2 separate regions of the Mus musculus genome follow, and region 1 is linked to region 2. A link is a contact called in public Hi-C data. All regions are on one chromosome and are shown on one strand. The core of a region is the stretch at or near the end of the contact, and the rest is flanking DNA. Distances in the headings are between cores, read along the strand shown.

The links. Hi-C and Micro-C count contacts between places; a contact is called where the count stands out from the background.
Region 1: a Hi-C map of liver shows a contact between it and region 2, with 5 times the contacts expected there. The contact joins the promoter of Hif1a here to the enhancer-like site in region 2. A contact is called at or near these places in 7 of 39 promoter capture datasets (the 3T3-L1 cell line, 3T3-L1-derived adipocytes, embryonic stem cells and 3 more), 10 of 484 Hi-C or Micro-C datasets (Sertoli cells, brain, cerebellar granule neurons and 4 more), 4 of 115 datasets of contacts at active chromatin or transcription factors (the SCID.adh cell line, bone marrow-derived dendritic cells, embryonic stem cells and 1 more) and 3 of 9 other capture datasets (adipose tissue, liver and pancreatic islet).

What each region holds. Positions count from the first base shown.
Region 1 is chr12:73,905,546-73,911,009 of GRCm38.p6, reverse strand. It overlaps Hif1a (hypoxia inducible factor 1, alpha subunit), which reads right to left and starts at 3,143. Exons shown (of 15, transcript NM_010431.2): 1 at 2,686-3,143. The coding sequence starts at 2,720.
Region 2 is chr12:73,866,034-73,870,779 of GRCm38.p6, reverse strand. No RefSeq gene overlaps it. Among named protein-coding and RNA genes, the nearest start is that of Hif1a, 39 kb to the left of the region's middle. Within about 2 kb of position 2,854, at least 13 of the 459 cell types and tissues checked have an H3K27ac peak or open chromatin away from gene starts, as enhancers often do. A contact at or near this core is called in hepatocytes and liver, where this site is marked.

The DNA.
Region 1 (5,464 bases), core at 1,894-4,393, 40 kb before region 2:
CTCTTGCATGATTAGCATATGCTTATGACTAGAGCCCAGAGTAGATTCAGAATGACCTATTTAGGGAGAAAACACTGGGATGGGGAACTATGATGAGGTGCCTAGAGTCTATCATATGCTCAGTCAAACAACTGATGCTAGATGCCATGGTCCAAGGACAGGGCTTCAGCAGGAAAGAACTCTTTCCAGCCTTTGAATTCAGAGTCAGTCTTCTTGTTTTTTGATAAGGAAAAAAAAAAATGCATGAAGGCACAGAAGAAAGGTTTGAAGATTATGAAAGTCTGAACTACAACAGACTGTTATAGATGTTTTAACAGTTAACATCTATTTTCAAGTATATAAAATGTTACAAGCCTCCCATTCCATAGGCTGGCCTAAGGGCTTTAAATACATTATCTTATTTTCAGAAGGGTAGTATTATCCTCTTGGGTTGGGGGTGGGGGGGGGGCATATAATCCACAAGTATTCAGTAACTTGCCAACCATCACAAGTGGAAAGGCTTGAGACTCCAATTTGTGGGTATCATCTGCTCCTGAATTCCTACCCTCTAAGTCAGTAGACTACTGATTCCTCAAACAAGGGGGACAGCTTAATTTTATTAATAAATGAATTTCTTGATTTTTAGTGATCAAAACTAAAAGGTGAAATTAAGAAATGTCTTTAAGAGATTTTACTTTAGTGGCTCAATTTTTTGGGGGGGGGGGGGCTTCGAAAAGTTCAGCTAGGAACAAAACGAGCTTGACATTCTTCTGCAATCTAAGAGTCCATACACATACTAGGTCAATCACGCTTAGCCCTAACAGCTAAGAGTCAACAGCACATACCTCCTATTAAATCTATTATGCATTTTCTGTTCTGCTTTCTTCCAAATCTTCAAGGTTTGAGTTTTCTATACTCTCTATTTAAAAAAGCCAAATCCTTTCCCCCAGGTTCACTTTGGAGGCTCATTTAAGGTGGAATAATTGGAGAAAGAAAGTTTTTACTTCTCAATCTTTCAATGAAATTGTGATTACAAAAAGACATATTTAATAAATGGCACCTATAAGTGTTGTTGAGTGGCCCATCACTCATGTTTATTATCTTTTAGTGATATTAAGAACCTCTATATTAAGAAATATAATCCCATCTGATCTAAAGCTGCTAACATCTCAAATGAGAAAAAAATTAACAGATGGCTCTGAGGAAAGCCTAAAAACCATTTAGAACTGGGCCCGATACACAACTAGCTTACTTATCCATTATGAAACTACTTTTGATTTAAATTAAAAAAAAATCAGCGTATAAGAAAGAGAAGTGATTGGTGTATAACTTGGTGTAGTGTATTAATATAATTTAGCATTTAATAAGGACAGTGAGTACACAATGGCAATCTGCCTAAGGTTTAGAGAATAGCAGCCCATCATTTCATCAAAAGCATTGTAGTCAGTTCTGCAAAATTAATTGCAACTAATTCTGGTAACTCGTGGAGTTAAGTCTAGACTTGCATGAACACTTTAAAACATTTCCAAAGTGCTTCCTTTGGGTGCACACAAACTAAGACCTGGACCTTTTATGGAATAAAGACCAAGACAAGGAAGGGGTGTCCAGAACAGCAGGAAAATGAGTAAGTTTATCTCTTCTGCTGATATGGATAAGGGGAATTAATCTCTTCCAGAAGACTAGAAGGACTTAACAGCAAATTAAGCCAGCCTTGTAACCACAGCTCTTACTACAAACCTTCAACTCCTTAAACTGATTTTCTCAAGGTTAAAATATCGAAGTAGACAAAATTGTGTGCTGGCGGCAGGGGTCGATCTTACCACCACTAGCTGTACTCAATTCTAAAATGTTCTCCTTAGACTCAAACCACAAGATGTTTCATAAACTTACACTGAATTCTCATGGAAGATTTCACACTTCAGATGTATGGTTTTTGGAAACAATTCTTTTCAGGTGTTCCAATAAATTTTCAGTATTTTAACCGACGGCTTTCATCATATATAGCCCCCACTCCATGAAATTACCGGCCTAAATTTAACCAAAACTATCCGTAAGTTATTTTCAGGAGTGAACGAGGCAGCCACATATTGATACATAACGTCTGGGCTCTCCTGACAGGTGATGCAAACACAAGTTTGTAGAAATTGGAAGTTGTTTACAATGATGCCATTTTCCTAAATTCCCGTTACTCTGATGGAGGCAAGTTTTTCCAGATTACAACCAAACCCGCACGTGCAAACTAGAAAGTTAGCGTCTTCGGGCCCCCAGAAGAAACTCCCTAACCTACAAAGGCAACGGCGGCCGCGGCGCAGCGAGGCGGCTCGGGGGAGCCCCGGGTCGGCCTCGGAGGGCCTCGACCCCAGGAAGCTGGCAGCGCGCACAGGGTCCGCCCGGGGCCCGCTGCTCGCGGCTAACGCGGAGGACGGGGAGGGAAGGCGCGGGAGCTAGAGGCGTACTCGGCCCTGGCCGGCTCGGCCGGATGGGCGCGCGGGGCAGGCTGGGCTGCGACGGCGCGGGGCGGGTGTCCGGGGCGGAGACCCCAGCCCCGCCGAGCGCAGGGCCCGCGACTCCCACCCCCAGCGCCAAGATGGCGACGTGGACCGCGGGGGAGCCCGGCGCGTGAGGCTGGGGGGGACGGAAGGGGAGCGGAGACAAAAAAAAAAAAAAAAAAAAAGCCAGTCCACGGAACGCGGCGGCCCGGCTTACTTTTTCTTCTCGTTCTCGCCGCCGGCGCCCTCCATGGCGAATCGGTGCCCGCGTTGTCTTCCCGGCCGGCGGCCCCCGGGCTCGCTCGGGCCTAAACGCCGGCTCTGTCCGCGCGCGCGGAGAAAGAGACAAGTCCAGAGGCGGGGTGGGAGGCGGGACGCCCCCCGGGACGGCGAGGCGGGAGCTGCAGGCTGCGCTCGCTGAGCTCCGGCTCGGGTTCCTAGGCGCTCCTCCGGCTAGCTTGTCAAGGCCTGGCTAGACACTGCCCGCGACGGCGGCGAGGACAGTCCTCGCGTCCCCTCAGCCGAGGAGGCTCTGTGCACTGAGGCGCTGAAGCAGCGGCAGGGGGCGGGCAAGGGCGGAGGCGCGCTCGGGCGCGCGGCGAGGGGAGGGAAAAGCCGAGGGGTGCGCGCGCCCGCTCAGCACCCAACGCGCGCGCCCGCGGGCCCGCCTCACCTGAGCGGAGGCGGGTTCCCGGAGAGCCAATGGTGAAGGACGCAGGCGGCCAGGCCCCACCCCAGCCCACGTTGCTCTCAGCCAATCAGGAGGAGGTCAGCTGAGCCCCAGCTGGGACGAGCTGCCCCGCTCACGTGCTTGTCTGTGTGCAGCTAGGGAGGGAAGAAAAAGGGGCGAGCGACGGGTGCGGCTGAGCCCAGGTCTGGGGGTGGGGGGGTCTCTGCACCTTCAATGGAAAGCTGCGTCTGGCTTTGGGAGGCGCTGCTGGAGCGAGTGGGCTGCCAAGCTTGGGTCCGAGCCTGGCTCGCACCGCCCCGGCTCTCTATAGAGTTCTCTGAGGCTCGCTTACTCCTTAGCTGCGTGGCTGGACCCGGTCGCCGCCCATCCCGCCCGAGTTTCCAGTTGAAAAAAAAAAAGCCAACTTTGCGTTCTGGCAGCCAGCCCCCCTGATGTTAGAGTGGGGTCCCTCCTTCCCAGGTGACCGACACCACTCAGTCTCCAGTCTCCGCTCTTTGCTACACAACAAGGGAAGTCTCCAAGTGATTAAGATTTTCTGGGCCAAAGTTTGACTACTGAGCAAATGCAGATAAAAATATAAAACAAATCCGTCTTGCCAAACCTCTCAAGGGGAGGGAAGTTGCAGGGCCATTTAAAAATAAACTATCTTAAGCATTTACAAATAAACAACAGCTTCAATAAGTGAGAGCACAAGCCTGAATTTGACAAGACAGGAAAAGGCATTGAATAGACTTATTTTGCTTTCATGTTGCTTTAAAAACTGACAAAGATCATCTTAAATGGATGCAGAAAAGGTGCAAGAATTGTTTCAGACTGAGTTTAGTTCACTGTTTAGACTGAAAGAAGAACAAGTCCTTCAACCTACAGACCTTGACAGGACTGCTCACCGGCTATGCTGGGAGCTATGGATTAAAGCCATCATTTTTAGTCGGTCTTTGGAAGCATAAATGTTAGGTCTGTGGGTATGGTGTGTGTTTGTTTTAAAAGTATTCCAAGCCCAACAAAGGAACACTTCGTGCCCGTGTGTGTACACACACACACACACACACACACACACACACACACACGTGTTATAGACACAACTGAGTCTGAATCTGGGGTCTCTGAAACTGACCTGACACTAGACTGTTTAGTATCTCTTCTTTGCCTTGTTAGTACATTGTTACAATCTAACTTTGGGTTGTATAATAATGTAGATATCTATGGTACATTTAAATTGCATTCAAATCCAAAAACAATGCCCTCTAGAAATACACATAATGTCCAGGTCTAATAAGACAATAAACAATGCATGAAGCAACTCAATACTCATAAAGATATGATTACAGCTGGAGATTTAGCTCGGTAGTAGAGGAGTGGTCTAGCATGCACAAGGCCCTGGCTTCAAAAAAGAAGTTAGGACTATATAAATAGATTTGAGCACTATTTTTGTTTGAAATCTAGAACATACCTCTGAAAGAGCTACAGGGTATATATAAAAAGAGTAAAAGACCAAAACTAATTACTTGTTTTTCATTTTGTTTTGTTTTTAATCATGGAAATATATATACATATACATACATACATATATATATGTATATGTGTGTATATATATACATATATTTGTGTGTATATATATATACATATATATATATTACACATATGTAGTGTAACACCCTGAAAGTACAGTGTTAAGAACAATGGCTGCAGAATTCAGAGTGAGCTCGGTTGTAAGCACCAGTGCCAGTCATTTAACCTCTCTGTGCCTCAGTTTATTCATCTGTAAAATGGAGAAGATGGTACTTACGCTGCAGCACTACTGATGGTTATAAAACAGAAAAATCACTTGAAACCACATAGGGCAATAGGAAGCCATCATTAAATGCTGTGGAGTATTGTTCTTGTTATCCCCAAATTCATGCTAGTGGCAGTTGGTCATGCCTCTGTAGACTGACCAGTTTCAACTGTTTAAGTGCCAGTGGTGTTAGTGTGAATGCTTACAGACTCCCTTTTTTCCCGACATTGTAACTTCCCAGAATGTTTGCATCTCCATAAATGAGGGCAGTTACTGAAAGCACCAATTGTTCTTGTCTTATAACTTAAGCAGTTCTCGCTGGTCAGGGATCACAGCTGTAGAATATAATGTTCTTGGAATAAAAATATGAGCTTTGCGTAATAGCAGGTCCAACTCACTTAAAGGTTTTTTTTTTTAAAGCATTTTGGAAAGTTTAAACAGAATGATAATTCAGTGGACAAGATTTTTTGAATATGTATTACAATTTCCTCAAGCTTCCGTTTCCCTTTGTAAAAATTTACAATTTATCAT
Region 2 (4,746 bases), core at 1,605-4,104:
TTCCTTTAACTGGAGAATGGCATAAGAACCAAAACTCCCTTCTTGCTGGGGTGTCGTTGCTTTCTGGGTTCTCTCACTGACAGAATGAGGAAATGCCCATTAATACAGTCTATATCTATTTTTTTTTGGCTTTACCCTTTCCCAACTCTATCTCCATCCCTTTTAGTGACGCTGTTTCTTTCATCTTCATGTAATTAGACAGTATTGTCACTTCCTGCCTTCCCTCTTAGGAGCTCTCAACTTCCCGCAAGGTTTAGATTTGCACATTATATGGTTACTACCGATACTATAATATCCTATGGATTTTGACACACGTACAATATCAGTTACGCACATTCACAGCACCATATAGAACAGCTTCACGGCCTTAAGAAATTCTCTATTTAATGTCCCTCCCCTCTTCCTGGGCTCTGGGAAACCCCTGACATTTTTACCACCTCTGTAGTTTTGCCGTTTCCAGAATATCTTATAGTAAAAATAAAAAAATATGAGGCCTTTCTGACTGGCCTCTTTCGTTTGGCTCTATTTGTCATTTAATACTAGTGTCTCTTTGTAACCTGGTTGCTCATTTTTAATATCATTAAATGAAGTCTTATCATCTGAATATATCAGTTTCTTTATCCACTCACTTGCTGAACATTGAATATTATAACAGTTATGTGTAGTAGATTTTTTATTTTGCATGTGTGTGGGCTTTCAGATTCTCAAATAAGATAGCTGTTTTACATGTGATACATGTATGTGTTACATACTTAGTGTATCTGTTGTATTTTGCTGGTACATACAGCACCTCAAAATCAGGCAGCCTGTCCTTATAGCCCACCCTCCATCCAGGTTTTAGTACATAAATATGTCTTATGTAACAATAATCACTTCATGTTTCTATACACACTGTCTCAGTAACACTGCTGTTGAATGGAGAAGCTTAGCTTTGACCCTAAACCCATGGCCTCACTCTGGAAAAGTGTCTAAATCCTTTCACATACAAAAGTAGGTGCTAAATAGCAGCTATCCAAACCTACCTCTCTGTGATGGTTTATATATGCTTGACCCAGGGAATGACACTGTTGGGAGGTATGCCTTGTTGGAGTAGGTGTGGCCTTGTGGGTGTGAGCTTTAATACCCTCATCTCAGCTGCCTGGGAGCAAGTATTCTGCTAGCAGCCTTCAGATGAAGATGTAGAACTCTCAGCTTCTCCTGCACCATCTGCTTATCTGGATGTTGCCATGTTCCTGCCTTGATGATCATGGATGGAATCTCTGAACCTGTAAGCCAGCCCCAATTAAATGCTGTTCTTCTAAGATTTGTCTTGGTCATGGTTTCTGTTCACAGCAGCAAACCCTAATTAAGACACTCTCCATGCTGAGGAGAGCCAAGGGTGTCTAGAGGGGTATCCTCCTTTGACCAAGTGATGCCTCTGTTGGAAAGCTTGGTCAAGGTTAGAATTGTGACCTTGTCAATTTCTATGCCTATGCTTCCTCTACTAGAGCTGAGGTTACACCCAACCCATCCCCACATTCCTGCCATCTAATCCATCAAGTGGTCCTCATTGATACCCAAACAATTAACTCTGCCAGTAAGTTTAGGAGAGGCTCTGGTAATTTTGTGCATATACATAGGAGAGTAGAAAGTGCTTTTAATCAAATAGGTTGATCCCATAACCATGATCAGAAATAGATTTTTTTTCTCACCTTTAAGACTTGATTTTAACAGTAACACTCTTAACTCTCTTAGATCAATGAATGGTCTAAGCACCGAAATAATTTATGAACCATGAATTGAACTGTAAGAACATGAATTAGTGTATTAAAGTCTACAGACATAAAATGGAATTGTTCACAAACAAGTTTGGGCAGTTCTCCTCAGGTACAGAGTGTTTCTGGAGCGAGGTTCAATTATTTTAAGACATTTTCACATTCTGTAGCTCAGCCAGAGAATGCTTATCTGCTTTATGCTAGTTTTTGCCTGTAGTGTTTTTGTCTCTGTGACATCATGCATTATTAGCTCTTGTGTTTTTAAGTGTGTTACACAACACTGGGAGCTGATCTATGAAGGTTAATCAGACGCTGGCGGTCACTCAACATGCTGGCAGCAACTGGGAAGACTTCAAGAAAAGATTTAATGCAGGACATACTAGGGTTTCTTTTCTGTGGTCAAAGTTGGTGTCCTAAGATCAGTTGGTCATTCAAACAGTGGAAGAGGGTAAGTCCTGTAGAATGCACTGACAGGCAAAGGCTAATACTGTCACAATAAAATAAGCAGCAACCCCCAGAAGTCCACATTGCTTCACACACACACACACACACACACACACACACACACACTGCAATCCATTTGGCTTTGGCTAACCGTATGTGTGAGACGTGACTATAGCTATCATCGAAGACCATCAGATTTTCAAAAATGCCTTGCAAAGACTCCAGGTCATCAAAATGAATCACCTCTGTTGATCGGGGCCACAGCAGAGTTCGAAAAGCACTAACAATAAAGTCATACTTTAGTCATGATAAAATTTAAAGATAAAAATATCTTTATAAGGTAAACTATTTCACTAAATGTTAGTGGTGAGAGAATGCCACCAAGCAGCTCCATGCAGCATTTGGTTTACAGTGCTAATCAGGGTGGGTGGGCCATGTCTTCCTGGTGACTGTGGGTGTCAGACTGCATAAACATTTAGTGACACAGACCTTTACGAGAAAACAACCAAGAGACACAGCATTTATTTGTTCCTCCGCTCACTTAAAGCATTCATTTTTACCAAAGCCCAGTGTTTGGCTAACATGGCAGAACAGAAAACCCAGCTGAGCACACTAGGCCTTGGGAGGCTGATGTCACCAGGAAGTCAAGGTCAGTCTGGGCTATAGAGCATGACCCGGTCCTCAACAAAACCAAACCACAGATTGTATAAACCCAGCTGTCTAGTACATACCTGTATTTCCAGAACAGAGAATCACAAAGCTGAGACCAGTCTTGACTATACCTGGTGACACTGTCCTCTAAACAAACAAACAGAAGCTCACAAAACAAAACAAACTAAAAATATGTATTAAGCAGGAGAGCTGACTGACTGATCAGATGTTTCCAGTTAAAGTGTAAGGTTTGGTAAATCTGGGGCCAGTTTTCACCTGTGCACACTCAGTATGTTTACCCATGCCTTTCTAAACATTTTTTTTTAATCCTAGCCTGTTGGCTAATCATTGTCTATTGGCTCCTATGCCAAATATTGCCTATCTTTAACCCATTTAAGGATGTACAAACGCAAGCAATCTTGATCTGTTTACATGAACTGTGCTTAATGCAGGTCGAATAAATGTGCCACTTTCAATGAACACCAAGGGCCCACCTGTCATGCAAACACTTAGAAGGCTCAGCTGGGAGAGTTAGCTCATTGAGGCCATCCAGGGTTCCACAGCAAGTCCTTGTATCGAAAAGTAAAATGAAATTGAAATGTAAGTGAGGTATGAAGTTTTAAATTTCTATCTAAAAGCAGCAGCTGGACCCAGACTTGGCCATGACACAAGCAGATTCCTTGGAACTTAAAAAAAAAAAAAAAAAAGTCCTCCACTTGTCTTTCCTCACACATCTCTCTGTGGCTTATTTCTTCCTTTGAATCACAGACAACTGCTGCTGAGCATGCTCAGGGCCTCTGCAGTCGGATCTGCAGAGCATGCTGTTTCATTTTAACAGAAAGGTTTTGAATCCCAGCCAAAACGCTGTGGGACACGCGGATTTTGTTTTCTTATAATTTCATTAGGAAAAAAAAACGAGAATAGCAATATTGAAATGTCACAAATAGAGAATTTTAAGGCGAACATCTGTGTTCCCTTAAGGAAGAATGTCATTCCTAAAGCCCAGGAGATTGCCTTAGTGAATAAATAAATTAGAAAGACATTTATAATGAAAGAACTCCTCCTATTAGTTAGGTTGGTGTCCCTTCATTTCGTTGTGGGTTTACTTCATTATTAAAAAGAGAAAATATATATATATAATTATAGAAAAAGAAAAACGAGAAAAGAAAATTCTGGGTTCACCACTTAAATAATCGTGGTGTGCTTTACTGAATACACAATTTAACCTGAGCCCCCAAGAAGCCGGTTACAGCTCCTGGCTTCATAGAGCACCTGCTTTTCATAGATACCCCCACCAAATACCCACCCCCGGTGGGTTGCACAGGTTTACTTCTGGTCACCAAGTTTCAGTTAGCATATCATGCATTATCTTTGCAGAAGCTGGAAGTCTTCAGGAGATACACTGTACATACTCCAATTGCATTAATGCTTTAGTACCACAAAATAAAATCACAGTATGAGCCTAGAGAGACGACTCAGTGGTTAAGAGCGCTTGTTGCTCTTGCAGAGGACCCAGGCTTGGTTCCTGGTACCTACGTGGTGACTCACAAACATATGTAACTCTAGTTCTAGATCCGGCACCTTTTTCTATCTAAAATCTTTTTTTTTTTAAAGAAAAAAAAAGCACTAAATCCATGGCCATATTTGTACAAACAATGAATATTGGATCCTGCCCAGTACTTTATAACAGTGATTAGAAGAAAAGCCTCGAAAATAATCAGCAAGGGACAACTGGTCTCAGCTCTGGGACCTGTTAACTTTAACAATTTCAGAAAAACATTTGCAAATTGAAAGGATAGTGTTGTCTGTGCTTTTTGTTTCAAACACACGACCTTTGTGCAGCATACTCAGTGGCAGATGCTCACAGGTATCTGTTGAGAGACTAGATGCAAGGAGG